Linked DNA regions of Mus musculus: region 1 is linked to region 2. The links are chromatin contacts, called in public Micro-C maps. All regions are on one chromosome and are shown on one strand. Each heading gives the region's core, a stretch centred on a gene start, on an enhancer-like site or on the middle of the called end of the contact. The rest is flanking DNA. Distances are from core to core; before and after follow the strand shown.

The links. A called contact is a pair of places that touch in the nucleus more often than the background predicts.
Region 1: a Micro-C map of embryonic stem cells shows a contact between it and region 2, with 4 times the contacts expected there. The contact joins the promoter of Arhgap44 here to the promoter of Elac2 in region 2. A contact is called at or near these places in 1 of 39 promoter capture datasets (stem cell-derived epiblast-like cells), 4 of 484 Hi-C or Micro-C datasets (embryonic stem cells, nephron progenitors and olfactory sensory neurons), 1 of 115 datasets of contacts at active chromatin or transcription factors (embryonic stem cells) and 2 of 9 other capture datasets (adipose tissue and pancreatic islet).

Annotation. Positions count from the first base shown.
Region 1 is chr11:65,160,086-65,167,157 of GRCm38.p6, reverse strand. It overlaps Arhgap44 (Rho GTPase activating protein 44), which reads left to right and starts at 4,197. Exons shown (of 20, transcript NM_001099288.1): 1 at 4,197-4,572. The coding sequence starts at 4,520. LOC115487730 (a long non-coding RNA gene) reads right to left here. Exons shown (of 3, transcript XR_003949568.1): 1 at 6,945-7,072; 2 at 4,769-6,337.
Region 2 is chr11:64,973,814-64,980,417 of GRCm38.p6, reverse strand. It overlaps Elac2 (elaC ribonuclease Z 2), which reads right to left and starts at 1,383. Exons shown (of 24, transcript NM_001362983.1): 1 at 1,087-1,383; 2 at 650-700; 3 at 441-511. The coding sequence starts at 1,307.

The sequences.
Region 1 (7,072 bases), core at 2,948-5,447, 180 kb before region 2:
TGGCCAGAGCAATCCTGTGGCCAAGCCAAAGGTTGACAGGTACAGGGAGGTGCCATCCTCCCATAGATCAAAGTCAAGAACACAAGGAACAGAGTGTTCCTTTCCCTTCTTTTCCCTCCTCTTTTCTCCTGCAAACAAATTTCACTTTTAAGCATATTTCCTTTAGGTGCAGAAATTACATTCCAGGCCATTCCACACCTTGGCTGTAGAGCTTTCTGCTCATTGGTAACCCAGCAGCATCCTATCCAGCCCTTTTGGCTTTTGTAGGAAATGGGGAGATGGAACATTTGCGATTCCTCATGGGATTGGCCTCCCACCACGGCAAAGGACTTTTGTGCAGAAGCTCTGCAGATGATAGACAGTGTGATGGATGCACTTCTTGTCCTTCTGGCAGACAGCTTCACTACGCCTGCTGTCAAGCATGGACTACAAAAGAACAAGTCGCAGGCTACGTTCCCAGACATGTCCTCTAGAGACTCAGTGGTGAGGCAATACTAAATCTTCAGGTGGTAACACAACCAAGGTGCCCTTCTTACTCCAGCTAGAAGGCTGTCACTCAGCTCCACACCACCCACAACTAATTCATGGTGATATAGGGCAGCGGAGGAGGGAGGATATTCTGTGTATATTGCCTTTCCACAGAAAATCACCTGAGTAATCATGACCTCAATAAGCCATAATCTCTCCTGTAGGGATAGGTAGCATTTGATTTATTTATTTTCGGGTAATGATAGAATCTCTATGACTACCATCTACTTCCCTTTTCTCTTTCTTGGTTTCATCTCCTGCATCACCATCTTCAACACCCCAGCAGCATGTGGGTTCTTTAGACAGCATGAAGTTACAGCCTTCACAAGCCACATGAAAGCACAAAAGCTTGTGTTCTTAAATTCCAAACTCTCTTCTTTAAAAACTCCATTTTGTTACATGTGATTCTGACATCTGCTTTGAAAGATCAAAAGTGCAGACTTGACATTAATTTCCCTCTCTCTTTCTATTTTTTTTCCTGTGTCATTATCCTTTCTCCAGGACAGAATGCAGAAGATGCACTTAATGTATGGACAGGATGACTGAGACACTAAACTCTTTATTTATTGAAATTTCAACAGCCACACAATTCAAGGGCCACTGTACTGAATAACACAGTTGTACGACCAAGTATCATGTTGTTTAAAGTCATACAGTGTTCTTAATGGCTCCCCATGACTGATGTACACAAAGCCATGCTTATTAGGGTATTATTGGTGGCTTTTCATGTTACTGTGAAGAAATACTTTGACCAAATTAAGGTAACAGAGTTAATTTGAGCTCACAATTTGTGGGTACAGACCACCATGGCAGGGCAGTCACAGCAGTAGAACCTGAAGGCAGCTGGTCACACTGCATCTGCTATCAGGAAGAAGAGAGAGATGAACGATAATCCTCAGCTCACTCTCTCTCTTTTATATACAGCCCAGAGAATGGTGCTGCACACATTTAAGGTGGCTCTGCTTACCTCTGCCAACCCAAACATTCTCTTACAGACGTACCCATAGGCTTGTTTCTCTGGTGAATCCAGCTCCTGCTAAATTGATAAGCACTATTAACCATATGGTCATTTTTTTTTTTATTGCAGGCAAATGAATGGAACTAGAAAATATCATCCTGAGTGATGTAACTCAGATCCAAAATGACATGCATGGTTTGTACTCACCAATATGTGGCTATTAGCCAAAAAAAAAAAGTATAGAATACCCAAGATACAGTCCACAGAACTCAAAAAGGTCAACATGATGAAGGGCCCAAGTGAGGATGCCTCAGCCCCACTTGGGAGGGAGGGAGGGGCCTGGGAGGGAAAGGGGATGGGGGGGGGGAGAGGGGAACATCATCTGGTATTGGGGGGGGGGAAGACTGAAGCCCTGGGGGCCAGAAGAAAGAATGGAAACAGGTAACCTTGGGAGGTAGGAGTTTGGGGAAACCCTTCAGAATGCACCAGAGGCCTGGGAGGTGAGAGACTCTCAGGACTCAAAGGGAGGGACCTTAGATGAGATGCCCTACATTGGGAAGAGGGAACTTGTAGAGCCCACCTCCAGCAGAAAGACCCAGCATCAAGTGAGGGATGGGGTTGCCATCCCACAGTCAAAACTCTGACTCATAATTGTTCCTGTCTGAAAGAACTGCAAGGATGGAAATGGAGAGGAGCTCCAGGAAAAGAAGGTCCAGCGACAGGACCAAAGTGGGATCCAGCTCAAGGGGAGGCCCCAAGACCTGACACTATTACTGAGGCTATGGAGCGCTCACAAAAAGTGACCTATCATGACTGCCCTCCAAAAGACTCAACAAGCAGCTGAGAGAGTCAGATGCAGATATTCGCATCCAACCAATGGACAGAAGTTGCTGACTCCTGTGGAGGCTGAGGAGGAGGGTGACCCTGTAGGAGGACCAGCAGTCTCAATTGACCTGGGCCCCTGAGATCTCTTGGACACTGGAACACTATCCAGGCAGCATACATCAGCTGATATGAGGCCCCCAACAAATATACAGCAGAGGACGGCTGGGTCTGGGTTTAGTCAGGAGAAGGTGAACCTAACTCTCAAGAGACTGGAGGCCACAGGGAGTTTAGAGGTCTGGTGGGGTGGGGGGTGGGGACATCCTTGTGGAGACAAGGGGGGTGGGGAGGAGGTATGAGATGTGGAATGGTCGGAGGGTGGAACAGGAGGGGAATAACATCTGCAGTTTAAAATAAATATAAATAAATAAATAAATAAATAAATAAATGAATGAATAAAGGATTTTTAAAAACTCAAAATAGAAGTACTTTGTTTATATAAACATGACGTTGACATGACTGTATGTTGCCACATACAGTCAGTCACAAGCACGATGCCTTCACTGCTAATTGACCAGAACTCTTGACCTAATAAGCAGAGGCTGAGCTCACAATTAATTAAAGATTTCATGTTCATTCAGCCAAAACATGCCTCAAACCATCATTTGTTCCGCTGGCCAGTAAGACACTTACATCCATATTTAGGGCATCTTTCTACTGTAATCAACACACTGCAGAGAATCTCGGGTCATAGATGGATGCTCTTCCTTTTTTTTTTTTTTTAAACTATTTTCATAATAGGAATGATCCTGGATTTTCCCATTATGCTATCTTCCATTGTATCTGCCACAGTGGACTACATGATAGCCTGTATGTAGTTAGATTTGGAAAACAGCACTCTTTCATTTCCATCTACCAAACAGCAGTGCTTTCTACTTGAGATAGGGAAGCTGGAGATGAGAGAGTCCCAGCAGTTTTCCTAAAATTGCTGATTAAATATGTGAGATTCTAATGGGAAGACTCACATTTGTTTGATCCAATGTCTCTACTGCCCAACAACTCTGACTTGATATATATAAAGATGACAACTAATTGAGATCACATGTGATTTTCTTTCTTTTTTTTACATTATTTATATTTATTTAGTGTGTGTGTACGTAAGACAACATGCAGGAGTTAATTTTCTCCTACCGTGTATGTTCTAGACACTGAACACAGGTCAATAGGCTTCTTTACCTATTGAGCCATTTGCTGTCCCCCTCACCTGCCACCTTCCAAGTCTAATGAGCCACAATTTCTTTCAACCAGCTGGTAAATGCCAGTGGGCTGCCCAGCTGATACCATTTCAGGTCTAGTGGCGGTAAGGAGATGGACATAGCTATGGTAATAGAATCTAAATCATACAAGAAAGCTGTCTCAGGTTGTGCTAGTAGACAAGACGTTACTGATTCAATCTTATGTAAACTTTTGGTTACTTACTGGGTTTGAAAAAGATTAAGGATGGCATTTTGGGATGCATGCTACGCCTAGTTCGAAACCCCTTTGTCCCAAGCTTAACACTGTGATTGAACACCAATAAGGTGACTTTATACAATTTAACGAACACATCTGCCTAACATATCTTCATATGAATTCAACACTGAACATCTCGCATTCGCTTGAGAGAAAATAGGAGTCAGACGTTTACTCTGTTTGTTGTTGTGTCGTTGGTTTCACTATTCAAGCACGAAAGTATTTCCTTTACTACAAGGCTAAAGCCTAAACGTCTTGGTCATACTGTCTTCTCTCACCTCTGCACAAAAGCTGTCCCTACAAACTTTGGACAGAGGAAAGGTGGGAGCGGCAAACTACAAGTCCCAGCATGCACGGCGCATTCCGCACAGGCGCACGGGGACCACCCGGCCAGCTGGCTAGCCAGCCTGCGGAGACTCCCCGGTTCGCTCGCCGGGCTGGGGCTGGGGGCTAGCTACAGCTGGGGCTGACCGCCGGGCGCCTTGGGCGGCCCCGGGCGTGGCACAGAGAAGGATGCGGCGGGCGGACTAGGCGGAGGTGCTCTCGGGAGGCTGGGCGCGGGCCAGGCGGCTCCCCAGGCTCCGCAGTGCCGCCGCCGTCGCCCGGGAGGCTGGGCGCGGGAGCCATGTAACCCTGCGGTGGGCTCCGGGCAGCTCAGTCCTTCCCCAGCTCCCGGGCTAGCGCGGCAGCGGGGCCACGATGAAGAAGCAGTTTAACCGCATGCGCCAGTTGGCCAACCAGACGGTGGGCAGGTAGGTCACCCGCTGGCCGCCCAGGGCCGGCACGCCCGCGGGGCTGCATCTGCCAGGCGCAGGTGATGGAGCTGCCCGGCCTGGAGCTTGTGCGTCCCTCCTGGGTCCGCGCGGGTCGTTGGTGAGACCTTTCCTCTCCCGACCCCTGCTCGCTTCTCGCTCGCCGGTCTAGGCTCAGAGAGTGACGCATCCTCACCTGCGTCCCCAGCTGCCCCTTCACCTCGCCCTCTCTGCCTTTCCTCGGGACTCCCTTTTCCTCTGGTAGCGATTCTTCCTGGAAACAGGTGTTTGCTCTGCTGGAGCTGCTGGCTGCCGAGTCGTTGGCTGCCTCTGGAGATCTCTTCCTCCCTGCGCCCAGTTCAGGGCTGCTTAGGGTCCTGAGGTAGTGTTGGGCCTGGTCGACACCCTCCTTCCCCACTGGAGCCCTGTTTGTTTTCAGGGGCTGTGACTGTATGGGATGCTGGATCACTTTCCTGGCTGTTTTTTCCTCAGCGTTTGGGGGTGGGGAAAGGATGGCGAGAAGGGGGAAGGTGCTGGCTGATGTAGGCTCGGTCCCAAGACTGATTTCAGTGGAGGGAGGGAGGGAGGCTGCGAAAGTGAGGTTCAACTCCCTTGGAAGATGAGAGGAGGATCAGAGAGAGGAGGATCAGAGGCTCTCAGCCAGGTAGGGGATGGGACAGTCTCTCCTCCCTCCCAGTCCAGAACAGCTTGGCCCCAGGAATCTGCAGGACCCAGACTGCTCTCATCTTGGTGAACATGGACTAGATCTGGGCCAGTGTCTCCAGGAGCGGATCTGTGGGGTGCCAAGATCTATTAAGGTTACATAAGGATTCTTAGTGGGTCCCGTCCAAAGCTAGACATTCTTGAAACACAGGCTTGTTAGATAGAGGGGGATTTTTCATGGAATCTGTGTGCCCAGGGCCGGATTTCTGTGTGGTTGTTAAAGGAATTTAGGTGTGCAGTTTAAAGTAAGCAGAAAGGGAAGAACCAAGCCTTGGGTGCAATTCAAGTGCAGGCTCCACACATAGAGTGCTCTCGGCCAGGTTTGTTGAGAAACCAAATACCTTTCTTGGGTGGGAAATGGAGCTTGAGCTGGCACCTGGTAGGGTGGGGGTGGGGACTTCCCTGGAGAATAGAGGACATGAGGGAAGCATACTGCCCTAGTTACAGTGGGCATTTGAGGGCAGGGGATGTGATGGCTTCTCATGCTTTCAGGAACTCCAGATGGTTTCCAAGTAACCTAAGCGTTTCCAAGCTTCTAAACTAGACTTGGATTCATTTTCCCTTCCCAAACACATGTGCTTTAACATGAGGGGGGAATTTATGAATAGCAGAGTCAGATTAGCCCAGATTTTTGGCACGGTATTGCCACAAATATAGCCTCACGTGGACTGTCTTTGGTATGTTGGATGCTGAGATAGTGCTTTCCTGGTACTGGGGGGTGTAGCTGTTGGTTGTCAAGCTGACCATTCTTTACTGTCTTGGCTTCTGGATCACACTCCCTGGGCTCTGGCATACATGATGGCAGTAGACATCCCAGGGGTGGGCCCCTCACTCTGACCACAGGTTGCTGTTTCTCATGGAGTATTCTCAGTCCACTTAGTAGCCTGGTGTTCTCTTGGAGTGTTAGAGATTGGTGCTCGGATATAGATGTCTCAGGGAAGGCATTCGTGTTGCTTCCAGACACCTGGCTCCTATCTTCCTTCAGGACTTGTTTTTAAGTTGTGAGATTTTTGAGGCATGGGCATAGGAACTATATTTTTCACTGTCATTCGTGGAGGAAATGAAAAATAGGCAAAAGCAGACTGAATTATTATTATTATTATTATTATTATTATTGTAAAAAGTAGTCTTATGTATTCAAAGAACATTCTTAGAAGTACAAATCCAGGGGCTGCACCCTGCTATGCCAGAGCTGCTGAGCGCTTAGGTGGATGACCAACATGTACAAAGTTGAGGCCTGACTTGTGTCTGTTTTGGTGAAGTTTAGAGTAAACTGTTGAAGCAAAAATTAGTTTAGGATACTCTACTGCTTCAACACTTCCAGTGCCATCATTTTGCTTAGCAGCCCCAGCATTTCAGTAGCCACATCCCTCTGGACCCCCCTTTGTCTCAGCATGCTCATTTTGTCTTCCTGTCTCCCTGTCCCTGAACTCCTGTGCTTCGGACACATGAAGCCCAGCTCCACTTTAGAGATTTGTTCTTGCTGACCACCAATTTTTACTACCTGGTTGAGGATGTGGTCTTCCCAAATTGCTTTCTCATCAATCAGCACTTGGCTCTCAGGCTCAGATAAAACCCCTGCTCCCTCACTCTTACCCATCATTCTTTTCATTTTTGTCCACTACTCCCCACAGTTTGAAAGCTTGTACCTTTTTGATTTTTGCCCGTCTGTCTCCAGTAGAATGTATTGATCACCCTCGCATGCCAAGGGCACAGAGCAGTGCCTTGTAGACGGTTGGTGCTCGGTCAATATTTATTGCCAAGATGAAATGGTTTA
Region 2 (6,604 bases), core at 134-2,633:
GGGTATAAGCAACTATACAATACATAAAGAGAAAATAATGTTAGCATTGATCTAACCATGCATCAGAGCAGGGTCTGCTATGCAAGGGGGAGGAGGGCACAGTCCACTACCTCATTCTCTCCTCTGCCCATACTACTATGCTTTCAAAATCTGGCAGCCACACAGTCTGGATGACAGTATGTGTCTGAATCCAGCTGCAGAGTCTGATCAGCACCCACCACAGCACTCTGTTGTTAAATCTGTGGTCCAGGTGGAGGTTGTAACCATATCAAGGCCTACTTTTCCGAGTCTAGGTTTTCACACCCCCTACTCAAGCTGACTAAGCTAGTGTACCAGGAATTCTATCTCCCCTGGGCTAGGAAGATGAACAAATGAGCTGCAAGCCATGTTAAGCCCCCAGAAACTTCCCACCGGCCCCTGACCTCCAAACACATACTCACCACACAACCCCCCAACATTTGACCAATGCATCCGAGTCAGAAAGATGTTGTCCAAGCGAGCGACTTTCAGTCTAAGAAAAAAACATACATTTCAGCCAGATGAAACAAAGACGACCAGAGACCGTGTCTGCTGAGAAGTCTCATCTGCCTCTCACCTCAGCTTTCAAGCCCATAATCATCTCCACCCCAGAAGCCAGGAGTTGACTCACTTGTGTTCCTGCATAAGTCGTTGGACGCCTTCTCCGCAGTTAAAAAGGTACCTACAGGAGGAACATTACTGTACTTACAAGTATACTCTGTAAAATGCTTTACTGTAGATACAGCGACATAAATGACAGGGTTCTCATACTGCCTAGTAGGTTTTGAGCCCTCTTTGGTTAGTGACGGAAGAGTGTAGTTTGGTATAGATCAATGGGGAGTGATGTCTTTCCCCATCGACTTATGAAACCGGTCTAGCCCACACACTCACGGTGAGGCCCCCGCTTTGGGATGGTGATGGTGAGAGTCGGGGCACGGGAAGTTTTGCCCGGATACCTGAAAGCCATGCTGACTAAGGGAGGTAAGGGATATATACAGGATTGGACAGGAGGCCTCCCGAGCACGTGGCGCTGGGGCCAATCCCCCAGGGCTGTCGGCCCACTCTGACCTGTTGTATTCCGAGAAGACATAGAGAGCAGCCCCCGCGTCCCGGCCGCCCGCCGCCACCACCTGCAGGTACACGGTGTTCGGGCCCCCGGGACCCGGGCCGCGCTTCTCCCGCGTACGCAGGTGTCGCAGTGGGTCTTTGGATGGCCGCGGCCGACGAGCCGAACCCTGCGACATGGTGCGCAGGCCAAGGGGACGCAACAGTGAGCGGAGCGCCCACATGCACCCGACCACACCAGGCTGACAAGGCAGCCAGACCCCTCACGCCGCCACAAGCACCGCCCCTCCACCGCATGGCGGAACTGACCAATCAGCGCGCCGCCGCGCTAGCTGCCCGCCCATCCAAAGCTCCGCATCCAATCGTAACGAGCCTTGGAGCTCGGAGTCTGTCAATCAAGGTGGACGTAGAGTAAGCGAAAGCTAGAGCGTCGCCGGAGGCCCCGCCCCCCTCACCGGTTCCGGCTTTCCCTGTTGACGTTTTCCGGTTACTGTCACTTGGCGGAAGCGGGACTTCTGAGAGTGCAAGTACTCGAAAGGCATTACTGGGAAAGGACTGAGTCTTTTTCAGGTTCATCGTCTTCTGTCAGGAGCTCTGCCCTTCGACAAAAGTATTCCAAGTTTGCATTGTTCTTGCTTATGATGATGGTGACGATCTCATGGGAGATAGATCTGGCTAATTTGATTTCCACCATAAGAACACATTTCAGATGATATTCTTTGTTTTGGCGTGAGAATAGAGATGAAAAGACTAAGTAAACTTCGTAGTGTTGCGTCTTATTGCTGTTATGAGCCGGTCCTCTCTGCCTTGCATTCCTTACTTCAAGACGGAAATAGTTTAACAGTGCTTATCTTTGGGAGATATTTAGAATTAACATGGCTGTGGGGACCTCGAAAGTCGACTTAGGACACCCCAAGACCAAGTTCTCAGAACAAAGGAGATTTATTTTCCCCAGAGAGACAAAAGGCAGTGAATAAGAGACAAAGAAAGAAGATAGAGACTAGGACGAAGAGAAAAGGGTCAAGAGAGAGGAGAGAGGAGTATTTGCACCCGAAACACGAAGGGCTGCCTCTGGATAGGGAGGAGACCGACCCATAGGCAAATAACAGTTCATAAAGGTTAAAAAAAAAATCCGATGTTAGGATAAGTTGGTTTGTTTTGATTGTGTATATTAATTACATAAGCCAAAGGGGGCTTTTCAAGGGGCTGGACTTCAGTGCTTTGTTAGCTGGACCTTAGTGGTCAGCCTCAAGAGGAGAAAATGGTCAAATAAGGGAATAGACCTTGGTGTCTAGCTTTATGGATGTAATCTAATGATTTTTAGCAAGATGGAGGGTATGGCGGTGAAGCCAAGGCCTGCCAGAGTCGTATTTGGCATGCTTGGTTGGCTAAAGGCCCTTTGATGGTCGGTGCTTTGAGTGGCACTAAAGAGATACGCAGAATAAATAATAGAAATTTATGGAGAAGAAAATGTTGCCACCTGCAGGAAATGTATTTAAACAAGTATTCAGGGAGACTGTCAGATGTCTGAGGCTGGACTGTCAGGTGGCTCTGAGGCTGGAGCTGGACAATCAAGATAGTGAGTTGGAGGTGAACCTGGGGCTACATGAGACCCTTTCCCAACTTGGGTGGATGGGCAGGAAGACACACACACTTTTTTTTTTTTTTAATGCTGAGACCAAATGGATCGATCATAGTTCAAGATCACTATTTTTGAGAGGTCGGAGTTTCTGTTGCCAGCACCTACATGGTGACTCACAAGTTATCTTCTGAGACTCCATTCCCACAGAAACTCACATCTTCTGACCTTAGCAGGTATCAGTTAGGCACCTGAAGTACAAACATACATTCACAAAAAACATCCATATACATTTCAAAACAGTAACATCCAGGAATGATGGCTCCCCTGAGGTCAAGCCCAGCCTGGGGTCCTTAGTGGATCTAGGCTAGCAGAGAAAGAGGGAGGGCAGACTGAGAGGATGACTATGTGCGAGTCACTGTAACATTCCGTGTCCCAGTGTGGGTCATTTGAGAAAAAGGCCTACTACCATTTCAGAGGCTCTTGAGGGTTTCTCCACAACAGAGCTCTCCGTTGAATCCTCTAGAAATTCAGAAAGCACACTTGAGGAATGTGGCGTGGTGTTTACTGGAGAGCCTCACTGAATATGAAACTGGCTCTGTGACAATTACCATCCTACTTGAAGTAATCATACCAGTGAGCGGCAGGGAAACCCCAGATAACTGAACATCTTTTAAGGAAAGGAAAGGTTGTAACATACTATTACCCAGCCAAGAACAAGAAGAATTACACTTGCTTGGGGCTAGTTAGGATTAAGATTAGGGAAATCACATTTATGAAATCTTGAATATCTTGAGCTTTATAAGATAGTGGCTGCCATTTTAGTTTAAGCCCCTAAAGCTTTTACCACACACACACACACACACACACACACACACACACACACATTTTATCAAGAGAGTGTCTCTCTGTGTAACTTTGGCTGTCCTGGAACTCACTCTATAGACCAGACTGGCCTCAAACTCAGAGATCCATCTGCTTTTGTCTCCCAGGTGCTGGTATTAAAGCCATGTACCACCACCACCTGTCTTAAATTATATCCTTTAGTCAACAACTTTGGTTGATGTTGGCAAAAATTAAGCCATTTTTTTAAAAGTGGGGGGATTGGGTGTTGTCTTGGTCTCTTGAGTGTTTCGGGGGAGAGGGTCTGTTGTAGGGGTCAGGAGAGGTTAACAATCTTTGAAAAATCAACTGGATCTGAGAAATGCCATATCTGCAACCTACTTCAGAGTTTCAGCAGTGGCCTGTCTTAGAACTTTTGACTCCATTTTAAAATCCCCAGACCAATGCTACATGCCATTTCAATTTTTTGACACCTCCACTCCTGCAAATATTAAAAATCACAATTTTTTATTTTGTTATTTTGAGACAGGAGTCTCTATGTAGCCCTGGCTGTCTTGGAACTCTCTACGTAGACCAGGCTAGCCTTGAATTCACAGGGATCCACTAGCTTCTGCCTCCTGAGTGGTAGGATTAAATGTGTACACCACCACATCTGGCACATTAAAAAAAATGTTAGAAATTCCAGTAAAAATTCATGTAGGAAACAGGCAGTGGTGGCGCATGCCTTTAATCTCATCACTGGGAAAGCAGAGGCAGGTGAGTCTCTCAGTTTGAGGTCAGCCTGGTCTAGAGTGTGAGTTCCAGGACAACTAGGGCTACATTGAGAAAACTTGTCTGAAAAAAAAAATCAAAACAACAAACAAAAAAATCCATTTAGGAGAACCTTTTCATACTAAATCCCATACAGAAAACAAAAGTGAAGCCCTGTTATTGTTGTTCTAGGCACACATCTGTCAGATATTCTCAAACTGAGCATACTTTAAGCTATAGGAAGTATTTTCACCGGTGGCAGGAGATGCACCTCACAGCTGCAAGCTGTAATAGTCTTGAATACAGAGACCTCTACTCAGATAAAGCTGGGGCTCTGACTACTTGGTTGAGAACCCTATTGGGCTGCTTCCAGAGGGCTTCCCCAGTTGGTTTCTGCTGGATATTTTGAGTGTCCAATTGGTGTTTTTGTGTTATCCCTCTCTCAATGTTTATTTATTCTTTTACTTTGGCTTGCTGTGCTTAATAAAGTCACCTCTTCAAAACTAAACATGACTATCATAGCTTGTACCATAATAACATTCCTGCTATTGTGTATGACTTTATATGGGCTCTATGGATTTGAACTCAGGTCCTCATATTTAAGTGCCAAGTGCTTTACTCTGAGCCATTTGCACAGCCTGAGACACAGATTTTGACTGTAAACCTAGCTCATCTTAGACAATTGGATGGGATGAAGAATCACTCAGCCAAACTGGCATCTATGTCAGGACACATGGTGAGATAAGCTTGCCTCCAGACTTGCTGAAGGTGAGAGAGCCTGGCTGTCAGGAATATCTGGGGAGTGGAAATGGAGAACATGGACTTTGAGAACCCAATGGTACTCTGAATTACTATAAGGTACCCACTTCCATTTACTTACTTGTTCACTGCCATACGTAGAGACTACCCTAAGCCCAGTGGCTTGGGATCATTTCCATCCTTTATTGCTCATGGAGGGATACATCCAGAAGGATGGCTTGTCTCTCTGCAACTTGAGGGTTTTTTTTCCCTAGAATGTTCAATGAGAAGTGGCATGACCAAATGACCTTCCAAGCTAGGCATTGTGATATTGATTGTTGGCTGAGGTGCCACTAGACTCTAAGTAGCTTCTCCACCCATGTAGACTGTTCTTTTACAGTGGTCAGGCTGAGCTTCTTGTGGTAGCTAGTCTCCAAGAAATTAGGGTGAAACCACAATGCTTCTGGAGGGATGAACCCAGAACTCAAAGCAAGTCTTGAATAGCATCCACCTAGAACCAAAGAAAAGGTAATAGATCGCACGTTGTGATCAGAGAAGTATTCAAGTTAAACAGCAAAATAGCCTTTGGAATAGAAAAGTTCAGGTTTTCTTGGCACACTCTACCCTATAACTACCAGCAAAGATAGAGCTATATGGACAATTTACTCTGGTGTAGTAGTTGCTTTACATGCATGCATGACATACCCATATTTTATAACCTAATTTTACATACATACATTCACAAACATACTTGTTAGTTCTGTCTCAACTGTGAAAGTTGGAGCAGGAGCAGTGGCCTGGAGGGAGGTAAATGGCTCTTTGTATACTATGGCCTCACCTTCTCTCATCTCTTTGGGCCAGAAAACCTCTTGAATACTACCACCCTTTCCCTATCCCACAACTAACTTGACTATTTGAACCTACCACTAGCAGACCATCTACTTGGTGGCCACCTGAACCCTATTCCAGAGTCTCATCTCTAATCCCAAGACCTAGCCTTTCCACCTTCTAGTGTATATATCTTGACCCTAACCAACTTGTCCGGTTCTGAGCAAATCAGTCATTGTGAGATTCCTCCAGAACTGAGGGTTGAGGAGCTATTCACGACCTGTGAGTGAGATTCTCCTTGCTCCATGCTTTTAAAAGGGGAGTGCTTAAAGCATACATTACACATACCCACCAGGATAACTTCTTACACAGGCACTGGTGTCTACAGAGTGGCAGGACACAGACCTAACTAGTCGCCTAACTGGAACTGAGGATCAGTACAGGTGAGCAAGTTGCACCTGCCCAGTTTCCTCTGGCAGGACACAGGAGACACTTTTCTCATTTTCACCTATCATAGGCATAGTTTAAATGGCTGCCAAATGTGAGCAATACCCTTGTCCCTCAACCAAAGCATAATGAGAACCTTCAACTGTCCAGTAGACATCCTTGTAGAAATTATGTCCTGGTTCTTCCTCCCAGCCCCGTGTTCCCAGAAATAAGACTCACACTCAAAATATATTTACAAATAATTTGGCCACATATAGCTGGGCTTTTTAAAATTAGATTATAACTTAAACTATACTGTTTATTTTAACCTACATTCTGCCATATACCTGTGCTCAG